Regions from separate parts of the Arachis hypogaea genome. Here region 1 is linked to region 2. Evidence: chromatin contacts called from public Hi-C data. All regions are on one chromosome and are shown on one strand. The core of a region is the stretch at or near the end of the contact, and the rest is flanking DNA. Distances in the headings are between cores, read along the strand shown. Region 1 overlaps LOC112723541 (4-coumarate--CoA ligase CCL1). Region 2 has its middle 6.1 kb from the start of LOC112723537.

Region 1 (5,916 bases), core at 1,101-3,600, 36 kb before region 2:
CCTTCCACCAAACAAACCCGGTGAAATTTGCATTCGAGGCACTAAAGTCATGAAAGGTATACGATACTATCTATTATTCATCTCTACATGCATCTTAGCTTCTACCCAAATATAATGGACAACACTAGCAAACCCATTATATAATCAATTAATCATCATCATACTATGCATTCTAATAATTAGGTAAGAATGTGATATTTTACCACCTAAGGGCCAAACGTAATGCTTTAGATATGTAACAATTAACACAACTGAAACAAAAAGCTTAGTCGGAGATAAGTGATGCGGTCACATCGCATCTCTATCGGGGTTGTCATTTTCTCGTAGTAGGAGATGCGCACTATACAGACTATAGTCTAATGTGGGGTAGTTGTAAGTTTGGTGGAACAAAGTGGGTGGGTTTGGATTTGTATTGTAATAATTAAATATTTCATGTTAGTGGCTACGGGTTACCAAAACAAACAGAAAATTGAGGACGTGAACACTGTACGTAATATACCAAGTTATGAGGGCTTCCACGTAAAGCACCTTTCATACTCACCAACCACAACTTCTGTGTATTGGTACTTCCAATATACTCAAGACACTCGAATAAGAAAAAGAATCTCGTTAGGAGCTATGTACAATGTGTACAATGAACTGTTTATTTGGCTCAATATGAATTAAAAAATAAATATTCAGAATAAAATACTATTAATTTCTCAAACACAATACACCCATATTATCTAGAATAACAATTCAGATACTAGAGATAATAAACATCTGATATCCTACTGAATCGAACATCCATAAATCTTCATTATACACATTGTATATATATTCCATTAGTTCCCTATACTTCCTATAAAAAAAATATTAAAAAGCCATTAAAATTTATTATTTTTTATTATTATATTATTAAATTAATAAATTAAAAAAATTAAATTCATAATTAAATAAAAAAATATTTTATTATTCAAATTAAAATTATATAAAAAAATATATAAATTTTTTTTATAATTATTTTTTATTATTTTATTATTATTCTAAATATAAATTTTAATTTTTTTAATTTCTCTTTCATCCTATAAAAAAATATAAATTTATATCTTTATCATATAATTCACCCTAAATAATTCGTGAAATAATTAGCATTTTCTAATAACATAGCTCAATAGATGATCCAGGAGACCAAACGTGTAAGCGCTGTCAAAGGCTGAATTTGTTCAAAGTTGTAGGTGAAGGCAGTGTTGATTGGATAACCCATTTTAAGTCAACATCCTCACCTAACTTATCTTAAGTAGTTTGGGCCCACCTGTCTTTACAATCGTCATCATTATATATATGCCAATGCCACATGGCATAAGTTCTTAAAAAAGTCTTATTTTTAATTTGTTACGTAATTAATGATATGATTTAATTTGGTTAGGGTACCTGAATGACCGAGAGGCGACGGAGAGAACCATAGACAAAGAAGGATGGTTACACACGGGTGACATTGGTTACATTGATGATGATGATGAGCTATTCATCGTTGATCGCTTGAAGGAGCTTATCAAATACAAAGGATACCAAGTGGCACCTGCTGAGCTGGAATCTTTGTTGATTGCCCACCCAAACATCTCTGATGCCGCTGTTGTACCGTAAGTTTGTTACCCTAAGTACCTACTCCACTAAAAACTTTTTAGTACTTGTTTGGATGTCATTATTTTTGCATGTAATAAATAAACAAAAAAATATTTTTATATCGTTATACTCAAATATAATTGATAAATAAAAAGATCTTTTTACATGAGATACTCAAACATAAAATTATTTTAAATTTTTTATAAAATTTAAAAAAAAAATAACTCTAAAAAAAATTTTTTTTAGAAGATCACCCAAACAAATTCTTACTCTCCTACTCTGTTTGACTTTTTCTAATTACATTACATTCAGGCTGAAAGATGAAGTTGCTGGAGAAGTACCAGTTGCATTTGTTGTGAGATCAAATGGTTCTAATATCACCGAGGATGAAATCAAGAAATATATTTCTAAACAGGTGGTATTTTACAAGAGAATAAACAGAGTGTTCTTCACTGAAAGTATTCCAAAAGCAGCGTCAGGAAAAATTCTGAGGAAGGTATTAACAGCAAGGCTTAACGAAGGTTTGGTGACCAATTAGCTAGCTATATATTGGTCTTGGTCAAACAAGGTCAACGTAACCACGTACAAAAGAGGCCGTCCTCCTATTAATTTCTTTTTGTTTGTATGTTTGTATTTTCATGACATCATCAATCACATAATCAAATCTTGTATTATAATCCAGTTATATATATATGTATGGTATAATGGTAATTTCATAGTTGCGCTATCATACAAGGACTACAACAACACATGCATATGTCAAGACACCAATTGCAGCTTCCAGCTTGTGCACATGTATGTAATACAGTACATTCATCAATTTTTTTTTTGTCATAACAATTCATCATCTTTTAATTTTTGGTATAAAATAGGGGCCCAAGCCCAAGAGACAAAAAAACACTAGCAGTAACAATTCATCATCTTTAGTTAGTGAAGTATTGAAAATCATAACTCTATACCAAAAACTTTCTTGACAAAAACAAGATAAAAAAAAACCACCAATCTCTTTTGTTTGGACGTGGGTTAGATCCAATTTAAAGTTAAGGCCTGCTGACTAATCCAGTGTAAGACCCAATTAGACTCTCAACAAAAATGGCTTTGTGAAGAAGAGTTATGCTGTTTACGAATTTTACCTTAACAAACACATTTTAGGATCATGACCAAAAAAGAAAATACCTTTTACGATTACTTCATCTTGTTGAAAAAAAAAAAGGTCACAAAACTAATCTCCTCCAATAAATTGTGTGCTCATTGGTTAGCTCAAAATAGCATCAAGTACAAAGACGACTTTTACTTCTTAGATTTCTCACCTTTAATCTTCTTCAGTTACTTACTGAGTGATGATGTTAAAGGGCCACCTTGCCCCAGAACCTTTAAGTCATATATTTGTTTTTTTCCTTGGGTTTAGTACCCATTATCTTACCAAAAAAAAATTACTGTGTGACAACCAATATAAAACATCATTAAAGTATAACATACATATTAAAAATAAATTAAATTATATATATTTATACACAAATATATAATACCAAATTTTAGTACGTAAATAGTATTTTTGATTGTTTAAATGCAATGTCTTAAAAATAATCCTATCTTTTCAAGTGATCGAGTTAAATAAACTTGCAATATTCGACTATTCTAAATATTCACATATAAAAAAATTAATTATGTTATATATATACTAAAATCAACTATTAGTATAAAATATATGTTAAAATATAAAATATATATTAAAAATAAATTAAATAATACATATATTTATACATAAATATACAATATCTAATTTTAGTGACTAATTTTAATATATAAATAATATTTTTATAAGAAAATAATATTATTGACCAATAAAATTTATTATTTTTTGTCAATATTTAGCCAATTTCAAATACTGTTTAGATACCAAAAATAACATATTTTAAACAACCACAACAAGGGATAAGCATCTGTCGAATGAACAAAGTAAAAGAGTTCAAAACAAACGTACAAATTCCACGAGATAACTAAAAATCTACCCGACATTTTCATCTTCTTCTTCAACATTACCATCATACCACTCTTTAGCATAAATAACCGTTTAATAAAGCAACTTGAACTGGGGGCTCTAAGGCCATATTAGTCATCGAGTTATGAACTCACTCAGAGGCCGACTTATGATTCATTACAAGCTCAACCTACTTCATTAAACATATTCCCAAGCTAAGCTTGGGGGTTATGATCCGGCCGTTACAAATTCAATGCCTTAACTCAGTATTATACACTATAACTCGGCAATTTGCGTCATAACTTGGCGGTTACACGTTATAATCGGACTCAACGGACTACATCTTGGAATAAAACTGTCTGACCAGGTATTTATTACTTATTAAACCTAATAACTGCTCATCAATTCAGATAGGGAATGTAATTGACCTATCTTACTTCACCTATAAAGGTATGATATTTTATCCTCAACAGACACATTGAATTTTCAATACTGACTTAAGTTTCGGAGTGCCTTTGCAGGTACACTTTCCCCTTGTTTCTTGCTCAAAGCTCTACGCGATTGGACATCCCCTTGGAGTAAAACTCAAATTACCACAAAGCTCAAAGGTCGGCACCGAAGATAACAACTCGGCATCGATTCCCAGAGACCGAGCTCTCCCTCTAGGTATCTATACAAGAACAAATACAAAAGACTAAATTTCAAATACTAAATTTAAAATTTTAATAATATAAAATAAAATATTAACTCTAAATATTTAATGCCCAATTCTATGGTACCTATGAGTTGGTGTCTAAATTTTGCCTAACTTATCTTTTATAGTAAGTTTTGATTTTTTAAAAATTATTTATTGTTATATCTTTTAAATTAAATATTACTTTTTAACTTTTTTTAGTAAATAGACACCACTTTTTAGGCACCGTAGCATTCATCATATTTAATATCGATAAAAAAACGTTGAGCTTCTAATATTTTTTGAATTCAAAAATCAAAATAAAACAATCAGATGGTACAATACTAACATAACACAAGGACGGACTTAAATTCTAAAATATTGTGTAATTCGTGTTTCCACTTTCCATCGTTTCGTCTCTCTACTTTTTCCATAAAACAATAAACCATAAAGTAAAGACTAACCTCTAACCTATATCTTTCCGCTAAATTGTTCCAAACTTATGCTGGAAAAGTTTAGACATTTTCAATAAGCTTGCACTAGAAAAGGACACCGACGAATACTTTCACTATTTGCTTTTGTGTTCGATGTTTTTTTAAGGTAAAAACTCAAGTACAGTTGACTTCACGTGAAGTTAATAATTGAAAGCTTTTAGATGAAAATTTAATCAAATCAGTCAAATTATCTAACATCTCTCAACTATCAACTTCATGTAAAATCAACTACACCTGAGTTTGTACTTTTTTTTTTAAATGGTTTTTGTTTGTAATTTTCATAAGGTGATTTTTTTTTTCTTTTTTCCCCGGTAGCAACTATATAATTGGGTTCGTTGTTGGTATGAATGTAGCCTCATACGTGGAACAAATTTGCAACAGCACCCCCCATTGCAGTTGAAAGGGAGAGATGAATGGTGTCGTAGTAGTTGTTAAGTGTTAAGTGGTAACACCTCATTTTCCAATATCATAGTCCATCATACTATCTTTAGTTTGGAGTCAACTTGTGTAACTCTTCTCTGTCTGCCACCTATAATAATTCATTCTTTCGTTACATGCCCTTTTCCATCCTCAATCCGCATAAACTTACTTCCCCAATTCCCTCTCCTTAGCCATCCTTATTTCGAAACATTCCCAAGTGCTCCATCTTAATTATAACAATCACGTTACGTTACCAACAGTATTTCTTCCAATTTTTGTCAACTCTTATTTATAACTGTGTTTAATAGAAGTGTTTTTGGTGGATGTGTCTAATAAAAATGTCTTTTTTATGGCTGTGTTTAATAAAAATGTCTTTATAGATATATTTTTTGAATGTATCTCTATGTGTTTAAAATATAATAATTAATTATTATTGACAATAAATTGGCAGATAATATATGTTGGTACCCTATATTTTTTCTAATTATAATAAGAGCCAAAATAATTAGTAATAATAAGGAATAACTCGTAAATATTTACAAACATATCAATCAAACAATAATGTGTGGATGATAGTGAATTAGAGTTGTAAAAAGTCTCTTCTTTAACTGCAGTTGAAAGTTTTCTTTTATAAAAAAGAAGTAAAGTAACAAATAAATCACTTAAAATTTATATTTTGGATAAATTAATATTTTAAAAAAATATATCAATAAAATTCTCCACAATAATAAACGTGTATAAGT
Region 2 (5,613 bases), core at 1,709-4,208:
TCGATCACTGGTTCGTTCTAACAACTATGTTTCAATCTAATTTCAAAAATTTCGATTTACTCAATTTAGTCTCCCAACTTAATAGTTATGACTCACATTGGTTTCTAATATTATTTTTGTCACTGTCTTACAAAATCGTTAATAACATACTGAGATGGACTAACGACTGTTACATTATACATTCTAGCGACTGTTTGATGTGACAATTGAAATTTTTTTACCTTATTTTTTTTCAACTAAACACTTAAAACCCTAATATGAGTCACGGATACCTAAGTTAAAAAATCAAACTAAGTAAATTGAAACTTTAAAAATCAGATTAAAGCTCGAATATAACTTCAAAACAGAACTTTAACTTATGTAGTGATTAATTTAAATGAGAATCAAATAAATCAAAATTCAACATAATTTTTATCAATGTTTTCAAATTCGAAATTTCTATACCAAAATTAACTAGGATTTTTCTTTAAATTAAAAGTTTAATGAAATAGTGACTTTAATTATCTTAACCAATGTCCTAATTAATTACTTTTATATCTTAAAAAAATTGTATATGAGAAGAAAATAATTAATTTGTCTACTTTAATAAATAGTTATTTTACTAAAATGAAAGAAACTATTTTTTTTAAAATTTTTTAAGAACTAATTAATATTATATATATTTTGTTACACTACATTTAGTTATGAAAATTTTATTTATTTCTAATGCTTATATTAAAAATAAAAAAAAATTTAAATTAGTGAATCTTAATATATAATATAATAATAATATAGTAATTATTTTATATATTGTACGAATATAAATTAATTATTTTTTTATTTATAAAAATTTTAAGAACTTGTTATATATATATATATATTTTGATGAATGCGATATATTTTTTTATGTAAATATTCTTTTAAAAAAAATCTAATAGTTAATTTATTACCTTTTTTGTTTTAGTCCAAATTAAATGTTTTTTATTGTTTCTGGAAAGAAAATCTTTTGAGAAATTTAATAATATGTGATGAGTAACACCGAATAAATTATACAGAAACCAATTAAAACACAACATAAAAACATCTTTAAAAAAAGACGTTTTAGGCGTCTTTATCTGAGTCGCCTCCAATATTTAATTATATATAAGTGTTACATCAATAGATTAAGCATGTTTGACTCATTCAAAGTTCACTGTTTTAAATTCAATTAGTACAAACATAAATTTAGAAACTGAAGAAACAAGATAGGAGTTTGAATTTTATGTCCAAATAGCGTAGACCATATAACATGGGAAGAAATAGCTAGCTAAGGATAATGTTCTCATTACTGCAACACCATACTGGGGGTGTGGCATTTTCACTCCAAAGTGGTTTAAAAGATTTAGAATCTATAGGGTATTCATCGGTGAAAATACAGCGAAACAATTTAACACGTATTGAACACTAAAAAGCTAGATCACAATTCACAACCCTTTGCTTTTTCATCACAAAATAAACAAAGGTGTGGCTTAAGTTGGAGTAAACACTAAAAAGTAAAAAGAGAGCTGCATCCAATAAGTAGAAGTAATAAAGCGAGCCATGGCAAATTAAAGTGGTTTCTTCGTGTGGAGATAACTTTGCATTATAAATATATATGTCCTCTTTTAAGTTCCATAAATTTTGTGTTTTCCTTTTTGTTACGGCCTAGTCCAAATCTTCTACGGGTTGGCCCGACCCAAGCACCACCCGATCCTAACGGTCAGGGGTAAGGCGCTCCACAGCCGACCCGGACGCGCGTCCCCGACAGCTCATCTACAGCTGTGAGGAGAACGCCTCGGAAAAAGTGGGCCTGTTCTTGCAGAGCCCACCTCTGATACAGTATATAAGGGGAAGGTTTTTACCCTTCCCCCAAGACACGTCACATGACTCTACCCCCTTTTTTCGCCTGCACATTTTACTGACTTGTGCGTCGAAGTATCTTTGCAGGTGACACCCCCTTTTACATCTGAAGAGCTCGCGACCTCGCTTACCCCCCAATCCAGAGACGAACGTCCAGTCGATTCCCCCTTGTTAACCGAGATACTCACCCGACCCGTACGGTATCCGACCTACCGAACACTTTTCTTTATTAATTATTTCGTTTCCTTTAAAGATATGGTTAATGGTTTATATATTTTCGGTCAGATCTATCATGCTTTTTGGTGAAATGCAAATACGAAAAATGTTAGGAGCATTATAATTTATTATTTTTAATTATTAATTAATTATTAATTTAATTTTTTTAGTCTAATTTATTTATCTAGTAATTTAATAACATATATTTATTCTATATTTTTAAATATTAATAACTAATTAACGACGAAAAATAAAAAATTCTTATGGCCCAATATCATTTTTGGGTGCGATACATCATCCTATTCTTTCCACCATCACTTGTTTCATCCAAGCATCTTGATCTTCTTGCCATCTCTTTCCAATCAAAATTAAAGCTTAATGTTTAAAAGAAATGAACCTTTTAAGAGAGTTGGTGGTTGACAATAATTCTCTCCATTTCATCTTCAAATATCAAATTATTCTATATCAGAATTGAAAGGCGGTGGCCTATAATGAAAAATAATTTTTAATTTCTCTGTTATTTAAAAATAAATTGTTTGCACTGTGAAATAAAAAGGTAAATATTAATTACATATTTAATTATTTTTTATGTTTTATTTAAATAAATATTTAGAAAAATGAAATTGAAAAAGAATATTAATGAAGAGCTATTTTTAATTGTATTTTGAACAAATGAAAAAATGTTGGGCCTGCTTTTGTTTGGGTCTTGTTGGGCCTAAGTAGATGTACTTTTGGTCATCTCTCTCACTCTTTGGTCTTTTTGTTCCCCAAATATTTTCTATGGTTCTTTACACGATTACACTTGTGAATCTATGTGTCATGTGACGCTATGACCCAAAAAACCTCATGTATTTGTCTATTTGACCCAAAAGGTCAAAACCCCCTAAATGAAATCCTTCCTTGACCAACAACCCATTGCTTTGGTGTCTAAGATCAACAACCGAGAGCTGATTAACCAGTTCAGGCTTATAGCACTATGCAATGTGTGCTATAAGGTCATAATAAAAATGCTAGTGGAAAGGTTAAAACCACACTTGAATGATAGAATAGCGGCGTACCAGTCAAGTTTCATACTGGAAAGAAAAATTCAGGACAACATTATCATTGCAAAGGAGCTTATTCATACTATGAAGAGAATGAAGGGGAGAAAACGGTTCATAGCGATCAAAATAGACTTCGAAAAAGTCTATGACAGGATGAGTTGGGATTTTCTCAAGACTAGATTAGAAGAATTCAGATTGTCAGATAAGATGGTCGAGATTATAATGCAATGCGCGAGTACGGTATCGTTCAATGTTATTTGGAATGGGAATAAGACGGAAGAATTCATTCCAAAAAAAGGATTGCGACAAGGGGATTCCATTTCGCCCTACTTGTTCGTTATGTGCATGGACAAGCTCTCACACCTCATAGAACAGAATGTGCTGGACGGAGAATGGAAGCCAATTGGGGTGAGTAGGGATGGACCAAAAATATCCCATCTTATGTTTGCGGACGACCTTCTTTTTGCGGAAGCAACACAAGACCAAATGGAAAGAATAAAAGGTGTATTAGAAACTTTTTGTAATACTTCGGGATTGAAAATAAATGAAGATAAGACTGCCATTGTGTTCTCTAAGAATACGGTTGGAAGTACAAAGGAGGAGATTCTAAATTTGTCTAAATTTAAAGAACAGAAAGAGTTAGGCAAATACTTGGGAGCGCGCATCTCTGACAAAAGGGAAGGAAAGGAGAGGTATAAGGACATAGTGAGAAGGGTTTAAAGAAAACTTAAAGGTTAGAAGACTAAGTGTCTTTCTTTGGCAGGAAGATTAACACTTGCACAATCAACTATTAGTCCGATTCTGAACTACCAGATGCAGCATGAAAGGATACCTAAAGGAGTTTGTAGGGAGGTGGAAAGACTTCAGAGAAACTTCATATGGAGAGACGAACCAAATAAAAAAAGATTGCACCTGATTGGATGGAAGACTATGTGCCTGCCAAGACACGAAGGAGGATTGGGGTTCAGGAAGCTATCATCCAGGAATGATGCTTTCCTTATAAAAATTTTATGGCAAATGGATGAAAACCCAGAGCAGATGTGGGTGAAAGTTCTTAAGCACAAATACTGTGATGGGAACCTAATTGATGACGACACGAAAGGTAGAAACACATATTCGAGCTTCTGGAGAGAAGTTCTCGAAATTTGGCTAACTTTTCAATCAAACACTGTTAAGTTTATTGGGAATGAGAAGCGTACTAGATTTTGGCATGATCACTGGCTTGAAGGGGCAGGAGCACTTCAGGAGAGTGCCAAAACACAGATTTCAGATAGCAATAGCCTTGTCTCAGAATGGGTGGAAGAGAATGGAGAATGGAACCGGAGAAAACTCAATACCTATCTGCCAGAAGAGATTTCCAAAAAATTATAGCAACATACCCTCCTCATTTTGAGGCAGATGAGGATAGAAAAGGGTGGAAGCATAATGAGAATGAAGATTTCTCGATTGCATCGACCTATAGAGTTCTAAACAATTGAAGCAAACCTAATAAAACTATTTGGAGTCACCTATGGAGCTGGAAAGGCCCCCCAAAAAGTCAAGGTTTTCATGTGGACTGTTATGCATAAGAAAACTCATGCAAACCATAGAATAGCAAGATTGTTTGGTGGAAATGGAGATTGCAAGATTTTTTAAGGAGTGCAAGAAGATCTTCTACACCTATTCAGAGATTGTCCTAAAGCGTCAACAATTTGGGTTAATTTTCTTAATCCTATGGAATTGCATAAATTCTTTAGTCTTAATTGGGAAGATTGGGTGGAAGTTAACCTAAGAAAATAATTGGGACATAACCAAAATATAGATTAGAAGGATATATACATAGTTACATGCTCAAAAATCTGGTTTTGGAGAAATAAGGAAAATCATGAGGACAATTACAGAAGACCAATCCAGCCATATAGAGAAATCATCAAAGAAATTCAGGAAATTAACAAAACTTTTAAAAAAGCTTACCTGGTGAGAAAGGTGCGGGTGAGAAGACTGGGCCGGGTGGGATGGAAACCCCCGCCGAAGGGCTGGCTGAAGCTTAACGTCGATGGAGCGTTGGTAGGGAATGCGGGCAAGGCGGGTTGCGGCGGCCTCCTGCGGGATGAGAACGGAAAGTGGGTTGCAGGCTTCACTCACACGATTGAAACTGCTCTGCTTTCATCGCTGAACTGTGGGGTGTTGTACAAGGGCTGAACCTGACAAGGAGATTAGGGATGAAGAAGATAATGGTAGAATGTGACTCAGAGGGAGTGGTGAAGTTATTGAATGGGGAAAGAAAGTTAGAAAGGCACCCTAATTCTTTGATTAGAAGGATTAGTGAACTGAAAAAGCTTGATTGGAGAATTTTTTTTTGTACATAACTATAGGGAAGGCAACAAGTGTGCAGATTGCCTGGCCAGGAAGAGTATTGATCTTGATTTTGGGTTTTTGTTATGGGATTATCCATTCCCAGAGTTAGTTAGCATTTTCCAGGAGGATGAGAGGGGCTATCTTATCCCGTTCTATCTGT

The links. A called contact is a pair of places that touch in the nucleus more often than the background predicts.
Region 1: a Hi-C map of leaf shows a contact between it and region 2, with 6 times the contacts expected there. The contact joins two enhancer-like sites. A contact is called at or near these places in 2 of 8 Hi-C or Micro-C datasets (both in leaf).

The regions. Positions count from the first base shown.
Region 1 is chr11:147,842,140-147,848,055 of arahy.Tifrunner.gnm2.J5K5, reverse strand. LOC112723541 (4-coumarate--CoA ligase CCL1) reads left to right here. Exons shown (of 4, transcript XM_025774943.3): 2 at 1-56; 3 at 1,409-1,622; 4 at 1,918-2,425. The coding sequence ends at 2,143. Among protein-coding and RNA genes, the nearest start is that of LOC112723541, 5.8 kb to the left of the region's middle. Within about 2 kb of position 2,350, at least 3 of the 3 cell types and tissues checked have open chromatin away from gene starts, as enhancers often do.
Region 2 is chr11:147,806,991-147,812,603 of arahy.Tifrunner.gnm2.J5K5, reverse strand. No RefSeq gene overlaps it. Among protein-coding and RNA genes, the nearest start is that of LOC112723537, 6.1 kb to the right of the region's middle. Within about 2 kb of position 2,958, at least 2 of the 3 cell types and tissues checked have open chromatin away from gene starts, as enhancers often do.